Regions from separate parts of the Xenopus laevis genome. Here region 1 is linked to region 2. The links are chromatin contacts, called in public Hi-C maps. All regions are on one chromosome and are shown on one strand. Each heading gives the region's core, a stretch centred on a gene start, on an enhancer-like site or on the middle of the called end of the contact. The rest is flanking DNA. Distances are from core to core; before and after follow the strand shown.

Region 1 (6,210 bases), core at 3,559-6,058, 63 kb after region 2:
GCATGTCATTTGGAAGAGCAGGTTATCCAGGTTGCCTGTTTACTGATCCCGGAACTCATTTAGGACAAGGCTACCTGCAATGCTACTACTGCACATATAGACACAGGGGAGTGTAAAGTGCACAGATCAATCCTTTTATTGCAGTTTGGCCTCATCATTTGCTCTATGAATTAAGATAGACATGCCCTACAGAATGCACCTAGCAACGGCTGATACTCAATAAACAGTAGCACATCTCACCCCATGCTCAGCCCCACTGCCATTCTCTGGCCAACTATTGACTAATCAGAGTCCAGCTGGGACATTGCAGTTCAAATGGCAGATAGAGGATATTGCACTGCATCAGTATACAGACCATCAAGAATTTATTTGATGAATAGATGGGGAGTTACCTATTACCCCTCTGAAAAGCATAGGGATTATCGCCTCTCCTCGATTTCACCTATAATGCAGCCTTTCGATTTGGCTTTCCGTTCACTGCTGCTGACCTAAAGGGGTCCTCCAACAAAAACTACTTGGACAGTGAATGAAAATAAAAAATTCTGACTCTGACTCCTGTTGCATGTCGCCTGCTAAAATATGATTAAAATGCATGGAGTAGAACAGACTCTTGTTACATTCTTTTAAGGCTAGGGCCAGACGGGGTTGAAATCAACCCGGTGAAATCTGCAGACCAATTTCAGGCCCTCGCGCTAGCACTATCTTCTGCAAGGATACTGAGAGTATCAAGTGTCTGCGGATTTCAGCAGGTTGGATTTTGGCCCCTTTTGGCCCTAGTCTAAAGCTGGCCATAGATGTTTAAAAGATCAGATCTTCTCAGAACGATCATACGAATTTACCATCAACTAAAAAGACCAATTTGGCAGGAAAACAAAGGGGAGCTGCCTGCTTGGCCCTGCAAACATAGATAGATTGCACTGGGACTGACAAAGACCTGGCCGATCAATTTCCTGACAGATGTCGGCCAAAAAATCGTAAGATGTACGATCGTTAGAATCCCACTAACCTCTCGATAATTTCGAAGGATTGGTCGGACTTCCCTAAAATCGGTCGTTCGGCAAGAAGAATTGTTGCATCTATGGGGAGCTTAAGAGTGAGATCCAGAGAACAGAAAGGGATAAACAAACAGTGCTCTCACCTGCAGATAAACGTACAAAGAAATGTAAAACTGTCAGAAATATTTATTGAATGTAAATTGGAGAGTGCCCTTATAGGGTGGTGGCACACGTAGCTACTTAGGGAGATTAGTCACCCAGCGGCAGATCGACTCTTGTTCGGGCGATTAATCTCCGCGCAATGCCTTCCCACCAGTTAGAATGTAAATTGACAGTGGGATGGTACTCGGATCGCGTCGGTTTTCCGAAGTCGCCAGAAGTTCGGGCAACTTTGTAAAAATGAAGCAATCCGAGGGCCATCCCGCTGGCGATTTACCTTCTAGCCGGCGGGTAGGCATTGCAGGGAGATCATTCACCCCAAGAATAGGCGAAATGTCCCTGTGCGACTAATCTCCCCAAGTAGCTACGTGTGCCACCACCCTTAAAAAAGATGTGACAATGGATATTCAAGATACTGTTTTAATCAAAAAGGCTCAGCCTACATATCAGGCTAAGTTTAACCAACTAGTTCAACCAACATGGTCCTGTCTGATGTGACCTCTAGATAGGTGCTACCCACATCAGTGCCAGCTTCTGGGCTTGGAACCAATGGGTGGGAGGTGACATCATTAGTGCAGGGTATAATGGGCGTTGTGTGAACACTTCTCTAATGTCTTAAATGGAAATTTGGCTCTTATAGAGTGTGATTGTGCTCTCTGCTCTAGTGATGCAGAACCCCTGGACCCCTTCTGGCACAGGGAAGGACTACACTGGGCAGTGAGGAGGGCATTGTAGGAGCCGCCAGGGAGGCACAGTGTTCAGAATTGCCCCTGCAAGGGTAACTAGGATATCAATAAACTGGAATGGAAGTAGACAAATATTTATAAAAAATATTGATCCCTAAATATTCCCAGGCCCCTGGTGTAAATAGCTAATTCTTAACAAGTGCTGATATTTTCATTAACTGGGGGTTTAGGCTAATGCCATGGGGGAGGGTGATCTCAACCTGTATGAAAAAGCCAGCCGACAATCAGCCCCTACGCTGGCAGCTACTTTCTTCTTTTTTACACAGGCCAAGATCAGCCCCTGTGTGACATTAGACTTACATGTCTAATCATATTGCTGCCATGAGACTACATCACTTCCACACACAGTGGATCTAATTATTTACCACTTGTCATGTTTGTATCGGCTGTGCCTTTGCTCGATTGCTGGACCTGGTGCAACTTTCATTGCAGTTTCACAGTATTTCTTAATGTCAGTGGGTGCCCCTTACCCTACCGATCAGAGGATGCCAATTCTGTATGAGGTCACTGTGAACTTTCCCCTTTACAAAGAGAGAGGTTAAGCAGCTTCTCTTGTGTCATAAGTTGTGCAAGCAGAAGAAATTGCAACAGCCATCTCTGGAAGAAGCAGAAGAATGGCTCCCTTTAGATGAGAGGTTACAGTTAGTGTGTGAAACTCATTATTAGCCTGACATGTGACCAGCTATGTGCAGGGACTCAGTATCACCGCTTGACCCATGGAATCCCTCAGGGCCCTGCTCTATAGTTTCCTAACAGATCCGGCAGGCCTTATAATGAACCTTCTAAAGTTTCATCCTCAACTTCTCTGACAAAGCAAATGTTAATTACTGGTAGTGATGTGACTTTGGGGACCCAGGCCCCCCACAATTTTTTTACCCGGGCAAAATCATAGGTCATCTGCAACATGGAAAAAATTGCTGATGACCCAGGATTTAATGTGTGTTGTGGGTCACTCATGGGCTCCCCTGTAACTGGGGGTTCTGCTTCCTCCATAGTTACTGATTATTGGGCTCCCAGGCAGAAGAGTTGCTGCCAGGCCCGGACTGGCAATCTGTGGGTTCTGGCAAATGCCAGGGCTGCTATAAGGTGCCATAGAAAGTCAGTATTTAGTGGGCTGGTGGGGGCTGTTTGGGCCTCTGTGTGGGCTGATTGGGCCTTTGTGTACCTGAAATGCCTGTTTTAATTCTTAGTCCGGACTCGTTGCTGTCTCCATGCACCCAGGGTAACCGGCAAATTGGTGCACAATACCAGAATAAATGAGACATGCTGTGAATGGCATTTTACTGGGTGAAACTCTGCACTATAATTGCACTTAGCAATTGTAGATGAGCCCTATGACCTTTAAAGTAGTTGAACTGCAGTTTTTCATTTGGGTAAGTATCAAGGCCACCATCTTGGGGCCCCATGGGGAACTGGGAATCTGTGGATTCTGGCATACAGCGACTGCTGTAAGATGCCACAGTGACTATTTATTGGCCTGCTGGAGCTGTTTGGGCCTCTCTGTACTTGATATACCCTGGCCTTTTTTATATCCCAGTCTGGACCTGGCCCCATGTAACTATACAGTTAGGGTTGCCACCTTTTCTGGAAAAAAAATACCGGCCTTCCTATGTATTTAACTTTTTTCCCTATTAATAACATTGGAATCAGTTTTACCAGCCAGGCGAGTAAAATACCGTCCAGGTGGCACCCCTATATACAGTAAATAACCCTAGCTGGTAGAGGCCTTCTCACTATGAGTGGTCCACTTGGTACCTCCTAAGAGCCATCCTTATATAATGTCCCAAAGGCCCATATGTTAAACTTTCAGCCCAATATGTATTTGTGTCAGTGCAATACACGTGTCAGAGCAATTTATGAATTAATAATGTGAGTGCAGGAATGTGTTGCTTCACTTTGTTTTTTGGCTGAAGATCAGACGGGAATTCACTAAACTGCCCAAAAAGTGATTTATTTCAGCAACCTTTAATCTGTGAGAACAAAAAAAATCACCAGACCCTCCCCCACCATTACTAATCACACATGAAGCTGAACTTTGCCCTCAACCCTCCCATCCTCCCCACACACAGTTAGACATGTATATCTCCCAGCGACACCTGGACTCACACTGACCTCTCACACTGGATAAAGTCAAGTCAGACTGGGGCAAGAAACACCAACGGAGCTCAACTGTCATACATGAACATGAAATTTCATTTCCCGCCTCACTTAGGGAGACCCCTCATGAAATAACTGAGGTCCTTATCTGGTAGGCTGGAGTTTTGGTGAAATTAACATAATTTCCCTTGTGTTAAAGTAGTTGCTCTCCTTTGAGTTCACTTTTACTATGTTATAGAATGCCCTACTATTAGTGACTTTTCAATTGGTCTTCATTTTTTATTTTTTACGATTTTCTCATTATTCACTGTTTTCTTCTACGTCTTTCTACTTTCATTGTTCCCGGAAGTGAACAAAAAGTATCAGGAGGCTTGTGAAGCTACAATGTTATTATATTGTTACTTTTATTTGTCATTCTAATCAGATACCTCCAGTGTCGCAATCACACCACTTCCCGGTTGCTAGGGTAAACTGGACCATAGCAACCAGAGAACTGCTGAAATTCTAAACTGGTGAGCTGCTGAATGAAAAAAGCTAAATAATTCAAAAACCACAAAAAAATAAATGAAAACAAAGAAACACTTTTTTTATGTAGAAAAAAGAAGCTCCTCTTTCCCTGCCATAAACAACCATTTCACTCTACTTTATCTCCAATTTCCTACAAACCACATTTTGGAACTGCAACCCCCCCCCCCCCACCCTTTTTCAGGAACTGAAGGCTATTAGTGAATATGCAGCAAGAGCCTGGAGAATTCCTGCTGATATACAGTAGTATGAGTAGGAAAGAGTCAGCATGAATGCAGTGAGGCCTGAGTCAGCATAACAAGCCAGACATGTCCCAGTCCCACATGATAAAGCAAATGCCTTACAACTGCTACATCATCCAAATGGGGAGCCATTACAATACAACAGGAGGAATATAATACAGAAGCACAGTTGTAGGCTGCTCTCATCTCAGCACCATAACATTATCATTGCTCATGGCATCTCTATTACAAGTTTGTACATTCTATGTGCTCCACTGAATATAAATTGTTAAATTGTTAAAACGTGCTTTGCACATGCTGACGGCCATATATATATATATATATACATAGTGAATAAAGTACCCCCTATTGTAAAATATAGGGATATTATACAGTAAGTCACAGAGAAGTTCCATGACCATATAAAAGAACGAGGCCAAAGGGGTACTTTATTTATTGTAATACACAACTTTTAGTGAGTCATGTGACAAAAATGACATCACTACTCACCGTTTATAACTGATGACATCACCACTCACCGTTTATAAGGATATAATTTACAAAATATTCATGGCTTTTGTGTATTATATATATATATATATATATATATATATATATATATATATATATATATATATATATATATATATATATATAATAGGGATGCACCGAATCCACTATTTTGGATTCAGCCGAACCCCTGAATCCTTCGCAAAAGATTTGGGCGAATGCCGAACCGAATCCTAATTTGCATATGCAAATTAGGGTGGAGAATTTTTTTTTTACTTCAGATGATTTCCCTCCCATCCCTAATTTGCATATGCAAATTAGGATTTGGTCGGCCATGCAAAAGGATTTGGCCGAATCCAAATCCTGCTGAAAAAGTCAGAATCCTGGATTCGGTGCATCCCTAATATATAAAGACCCTGTTTTAAGTGCAGAGACAATAAGCACTGCTGTCCCTAATTGTAGAGGTATTTCGCCTGCCAGGTTCTAATTAGTTTATGTTTGGTCCATGTGAGGTAGATAATTTGATTCCCAGTGCACAGATACTCCCCCTTCTAACAAAACAGTTACAACAAAGGGTGATGGAGCAAGCGCCAAACATGGGTGGTTTTAATTTCCCTGTTCAAGAAATTTTCGTGATTAAAACAATAAGCAAAAAGGATGTTCAGCACCAGCCCTATTCATTGCACTCAAGTTGAAGAAGGGGGTGGCAAGTGGAAAACAGTGACAAGCAAAATGCCCGCCGTGACTCCTGATGCAGCAAATGACAAGTGGCCGGGCTGAAACCAATGGAACAATGACAAACAGACGTCAGGTCATAAGGGGAACATTTTTGCTTCCTTGCAATTCTGGGCTGGCCATGTTCCAGCATGAGATGCAGGTGTAGTACTGAAGCCCTTGTGCCCCTTGAGATGCCTTACATACAATATACAGCTGCAGGCCCACACTTTGCTGCCACCT
Region 2 (6,508 bases), core at 3,003-5,502:
GTCTATTTTAAACTCTGTCAATCATTTCATGTTTTCTTGTGAAGTCAATTCCATTGAATCAAATGCAAGGAATTACTAGCACCATGGAAATTCAAATAATATTATACCGTTGCCTGCAGGTTAGAAATGGAAGGTGAACATACCTCCCTCTACTGGCAAGCTTTGGGTTTTGGGACTTTTAACCAGTTTCTCACACTGCATTACTACTATTGATATGCTTACTTTGTATAGTGAGAAAATGTTCTGCAGCACTTTACTGAGATTATACTATTATGAATCACTTGCTGCCCCAGAGGTCTCTATTACATTGTAATCAGTTATTTCGAGCCAATTAAACAGCAGTATTATTGTTTCCTAGCCCATTAGTTTAGAGGAGAAGAGTCACTGGAGGGGTAGAACTATGTTTGACAAACCTTAGCAATTCCAGTTGCTTAGGTTTTTTTTCCCCCTGGGCCAGTACTACTTTTATGGTGGAAAAATGACTAGCGAGTCAGGACATGCCGCCATTTTACTTACCTTTCCCAGCTAGCAGAGCAGGACCAAGCCAGTCAGGCACCCAGTTGACCACCTCACGCCTCCCTTGTCCATAGGGTTGCCACTCGGCCGCTATTTTACCGGCCTAAACAGCAAAACACCTGCCGGGCTGGTATTACAAAGTTACAGGCAATGTAGTTGCTGTTATATTTGTAATACCCCAAAGTGCAGCCCATGGCCTGCCCCCGACCCATCCCCTTTAGCCACTTATCCAGTAAAAACATACCAATCTCTTACTCTTCATCCTTCCCAAAGACTCTCTCGGATGTCTGGTGATGTCATCACCCCGCCCCTTGCCATCATCATCCCGCAACTTTACACCATTGCCCCACCTCTTGGTTTGTCACCGCCACCACTGGCCAGTAAGAATATTTTAAAGAGGTGGCAACCCTACTTGTATATGCTCAGCGCCCCTTCAACTCTGCGCCCTAGGCATGTGCCTCTTCTGCCTACCTCTAGTTCTGGTCCTGCCAGCTAGTGTAAACTCTAAAAACATTCCTCTACTGAGCATGCACGAGTCTATGTTTGTTGAGAGACGACTGGGAACTTTGAGTAATATGGCTCTGTTAACCATAAGTTGTTTGTAAGGATGTCCGTTAATCAGAGATGTTAAGCAAACAATATTATTTTGTGGGTGCATTTTGGTCAATTCTGGTATGCCTTGCTAATGATCACAGTCACTACCCACCAGCACCTGGAAGTAACGCATGCCAACCAGGCCTGGATTTGGGGCGCCCTATGTATAAATCCGGCCCTGATGGAAACAAATCAAATTTGCTTTCATTTTCCAGAGATGTCACTGTCAACTTACCAATGGTGGGGGGACATATAAGTACAGAGCCTATTGGGAGCCCCAAATGTCACAGGCCCTTAATAGTAACTTAATACTCACTCCACATGCAGGCACAGGGAAATTGAAAAAAATCCTGGGAAACACCTTAGCATGACAGGAGTCCAGGTGAAGGGGGACGAAACCAGGGAACCCCCAGGAAAAATAGGACAAGATCACAGGTATGATGTTCAGAAAAAAAGCCAATTGCTAATTGGTTGTTATAGGTAATGCCCATGTCAAATTTGCCCAGTATTTATAAATAAGCCCCAGTGGCACATCTCTAATAATGACTTTATACATACAATGAATGAATTGATAGTTCTTACATAGAACTCATTAGGTTGGTGGCAAACCCGAAGATTCAGGGGAGATTAGTCACCCAGCGTCAAATGTCCTCTACTTCGCGCGACTAATCTCCCTAAAATGTTTTCCCACCGGCAAGAATGTTAATCGTCGACAGGGTGGCACTCGGATCGCTTTGTTTTCAGAAGTTGCCTCACGAGGAAATTTCAGAAAACCGAAGTGATCCGTATGCCATCTCGCTGGTGATTCACATTCTTGCCGGCGGGAAGGCATTTCGCCCGAAGAGGTGAAGGGGATTCTGTCATGATTTTTATGGTGTAGTTATGGTGTAGTTTTTATTTCTAAATTATCAGAGCACAAGTTACATGACTGGTTGCTCCTTGGAAACTGACAATATGTCTAGCCCCATGTCAGGTTTCAAAATTAAATATAAAAAAATCAGTTTGCTCTTTTGAAAAACAGATTTCAGCGCAGAAGTCTGCTGGAACAGCACTATTAGCTGATGCGTTTTGAAAAAAAATATGCTTTCCCATGACAGTATCCCTTTAATGTTGTCTTTTGCCATGGTCTCAAAAACAGAAAATTCTGGTGTATAGCAGACTACGAAGTTGACATAAACGGCTACTTTTTGGGCCTTTGACTGGATTGTACTTTGGAAACCAGCCAAAGTTTTTTCTTGCCCTAATGTGCCAAGCCTGTGTCTCCCAATACAGGTTGGGTAATGTAGTTTTTGTTTCACAATTCAAGTTTAATGTAAGACTACAAAACCCAGCATGCAATGGGACTGACTTTTTTAGAAGCCAGGAGTTTCCAGATTTCGTGCTCTGTACCCCAGTCTCCTGTCCCGTCACTCATAAGCATTCTCGCCCCTATACCCCTGAGCCTGGTGACAGGCGACTGTGTCCCATTTTGCTTCGTGGAAAATATGCGAAACAGTGAAAATGTTCACATATTTCGTTTATTTTTTAGCCTTTATTTCACTGTGCGTATTGTGCTATTTTTGGGCTACTTTTGAAGTGCTTCTGGGCTTGTTTTGGGCTTGTTTTGTAGCTGGTTTTGAAATTTAGACCTGGCAACCCTGATTACAAGGCAGATTTGGCGCTTTATTAAACATGGGAGTTTGAATACATTTTGTTACAAGTAGCTTGCAGTGTGATATGGAGGATGATGTTACAATGTTTAGAGCAGGGGTAGGCAACACGCAGCTCCAGAGCCTCATGTGGCTCTTCATCCTGCGGCTTGGTCATGCAGCTTTGCCTATCACATCGTCTATACAGCCCTCGCACCTGCTGGTGGCTTCTTGAGTCTGCGACCGCGATAAGCTAACGGTTAGCTTACCGTGGTTGCACACTCAGGAAGCCGCCAGCAGGTGCGAGGGCTGTATAGACGTCCCACGAGTGACAGGCAAGACCGAGCCACAGCAAGATGATTCATCATGGTCGTTAACGCGGTCACACACTCAAGACAAGAGAGGGAAGATCAACATGGAGCTTCAGAAACAGAAGTCACATTAAACAGATGAGAACACTAGCATTTAAAAGGGCTATTCAGTGTTTAATTTATTTCAAAGTAGGCCTACACATACACACGTATGTGTATAGGAAACGGATCCGGAATGTTTGGTGGCTAAATAAAAGGGGATAATCCCCGACTGCATTAACCAGCATGTGTGCGGATCCGTTTTCTATACACATACGTTGCTAAGGGACCCGGCCGGGTGAACGGAAGAAACGCACCACCAGTTGCAGGATTGGTGAACTACAGGTGTGCGGTAGGAGAAATGACATTGCTACACATACACACTGCACCTCTCTTTGTTGTTGTAACAGTTAAAATTAAAGAGAGGTTAAAACATTTTATATAAGCTGTGTTATGTTTTGCGGCTCCAGACTATTTTTATTCAGTGGAAGAGGGGGCAAAATGGCTTTTTTGTTAGTAAAGGTCGCTGACCCCTGCAGCTGCCCTGGTTTAGAGCCTCAGTAATGAAATAGCTATATCACAATACTTAAAGAAAGCAATTGTCCCACGCATTTCAATATATGTTTATGAAAAGGGTCTTTTATTCAGGGGTCTTGGATACACCACTGCCAACAACTACTGGAAGTTGCTCTGAAATGCAAATGGCAGCCACTAATTAGACTGCGCAGCTATAGCCTCAAAGCGTGTAAACTGTTCGGTTACAACATGAACCTCGCTCAAACGTATAGCAGCCTTGTATTTATTCTTCTTGTTTCATGCATATTAACCACGTCACGCCATTATAAAGCACCGCGAAACCTTATGATTTTTGTAAATATACGAGGCATCCCCATTGCCCGCCTTTTTTGTTAATTCAAAGCAAAACGACGCCATATTTGAGTGTGGAAAACTAATAGTTGACAGCTTCAGATGCCCATCAAGAATACGGCACGTGCATACCAAAGTATGTCCTGTCATATTGCTATGTACCATAATCTAAAATGGCCGCTTCAGGCACAGTGACCTTCCACCACCTCAAACACTATAGGAACAGAGTTGTTGCCACATCTAAAATGGCGGATAAGAGTTTCCGCTTTTTCACTGTTGCCGGCTTACCAATTCCACACTAGGCGCCTCTACCACCTTCTGTGACACGGTACTTCCGGTTCCGGCCCCATTGTTGCAAAGCGATGGCGGCGCGGGCTGGATTCCAATCATTGACCCCGGGGGGGTCCGGTTCAACGGCGGCTGCACTGGGTCCCGGGACCCCTGGCCCAGCAGTGAGAATGGGTCCCGCCCCCGGGCAGGGGATTTACCGTTCTCCAATGCCTGGAGCTGCTTACCCGGTAAGAGAAAGCGATGGGGGATGTAGCGTCTATGAAGGCCACCATAAAGGGGAGGGGAGATAACGGAGTGGGAACTAACTAGGGATGCGAGCGGCCGCCTTCCAGCTGTTGGATGTTCCCTGGCAGCATCTTATACCCATGTCTGTAGTTTATGGGCAGCCGGGGCCGCACGCTGGATGGACATCACTGGCTCATGTTCCCTGAAAGGATGGAATGGGGGAGGGGTGCGGATACTAACTGGCCGCTCACATTCACTTTATCATGTTCACTTCTATATCTCCCCTTCCTCCCCCCAAATACTGGGTTTTACTTATTAAAAAGAAACTTTAATGTTTAAAAAAAACTCCGTATGAAATGTATTTCCAGTTATTTGTTTGTCCGTATCTGATTACTTTCTCTGCACTCTGGGTTCTGACTCCTGAAACAATGGACTAGGAGCCGGCCCATTAGCAGCCCCCATCTTTGTGACATTGGTTCAAGAATCGGAACCTGAGAACAGAAAGGCAGAAATATTATTTTTTGTTAATCTTTTAAATATTCTCTCAATTCTGTGGACTACTGATGTTTTGTAGCCAAAGTGTCACTTATTTATTCTACTTAAAACAGTGAGAAAGCTACTCAGGTTATGTATAAAAGAGGTTTTGCTGTATCTTTTTATTTATTTATTTTTTTGTGCATGATGTCCACTTTGTATAAACCTGTATTTGAGAAGTGTTGAAATTTGGCCTACACTCTCTTATCCCTCTTTTAGGGCTTTAGCACACGGGCAGATTTGGGGAGATTGTCGCCTGATGACTAATTGCCTCTTCTGCGGTGCGTCAATCTCCTGAGCTGCCTTCCGCCTGCTATAATGAGAAAACGCCAGCGCCAATGCACTCGTAGCGCTTCGATTTCCGAAGTTTCCTAAAGTTTCCTCGTGAGGCAACTTCGGAAATCGAAGCGCCGCGGGTGCATTGGCGATGGAGTTTTCTCATTATAGCAGGCGGAAGGCAGTTTGGGGGGGGGGGGTTGACGCCCCTCAGAAGAGGAGAATAGTCTCCAGACGACTAAATCTGCCCATGTGCTATCTCTTTTATCCCTCCCGTGGCTGTCTCTTTTATCCCTCCCGTGGCTGTCTCTTTTATCCCTCCCGTGGCTGTCTCTTTTATCCCTCCCGTGGCTGTCTCTTTTATCCCTCCCGTGGCTGTCTCTTTTATCCCTCCCGTGGCTGTCTCTTTTATCCCTCCGTGCCGTGGCTGTCTCTTTTATCCCTCCCGTGGCTGTCTCTTTTATCCCTCCCGTGGCTGTCTCTTTTATCCCTCCCGTGGCTGTCTCTTATAGCTAAGATTTGGGAAAATTAAGTCTTGAGGCGACTTCGGGAAATTTAGATTCTAGCCAGCAGGATGGCTTTTCAGGGAGATAAGTCGCCCAAAGGAGAGATGATATCCATCCCCCCCAGGCTATCACTTTTATCTCTCCCACCCCAAACCCCCCCCCCCTGGTTATCCCTTTTATCCCACCCGTGAATGGAACTGCTTTCTTGGAGGCTGTTGTTTCTCCCACTCAATGTAACTGAATGTGTCGCAGTGGGACCTGGATTTTTACTATTGAGTGTTGTTCTTAGATCTACCAGGCAGCTGTCATCTTGTGTTAGGGAGCTGTTATCTGGTTACCTTCCCATTGTTCTGTTAGGCTGCTGGGGGGAGGGGTTACTTGCAGTACAGCAGTAAAAAGTGACTGAACTTTATCAGCTCAAGTCACATGACTGGGGCAGCTGGGAAATTGACAATATGTCTAGCCCCATGTCAGATTTCAAAATTAAATATAAAAAAATCTGAGAAATGGATTTCAGTGCAGAATTCTGCTGGATCAGCACTATTAACCGACGCATGTTTAAATTAACATTTTTCCCCATGACCGTATCCCTCTAATGATGTCAGTTGAACCTGATTTTATATGTCTTTTTTTAATTCTGTGCAGAGACCCGGTATGCTGCCTGGCAGTCGAATGACTCCTCAGGGACCAGCGATGGGCCCCCCTGGTTATGGTGGAAGTC

The links. A called contact is a pair of places that touch in the nucleus more often than the background predicts.
Region 1: a contact with region 2 is called in a Hi-C map of the XTC cell line, with 3 times the contacts expected there. The contact joins the enhancer-like site here to the promoter of smarcd1.L in region 2. A contact is called at or near these places in 2 of 4 Hi-C or Micro-C datasets (the XL177 cell line and the XTC cell line).

What each region holds. Positions count from the first base shown.
Region 1 is chr2L:157,255,448-157,261,657 of Xenopus_laevis_v10.1, forward strand. No RefSeq gene overlaps it. Among protein-coding and RNA genes, the nearest start is that of cox14.L, 14 kb to the right of the region's middle. Within about 2 kb of position 4,809, at least 2 of the 7 cell types and tissues checked have an H3K27ac peak or open chromatin away from gene starts, as enhancers often do.
Region 2 is chr2L:157,193,414-157,199,921 of Xenopus_laevis_v10.1, forward strand. It overlaps smarcd1.L (SWI/SNF related, matrix associated, actin dependent regulator of chromatin, subfamily d, member 1 L homeolog), which reads left to right and starts at 4,253. Exons shown (of 13, transcript NM_001142786.1): 1 at 4,253-4,473; 2 at 6,433-6,508. The coding sequence starts at 4,318.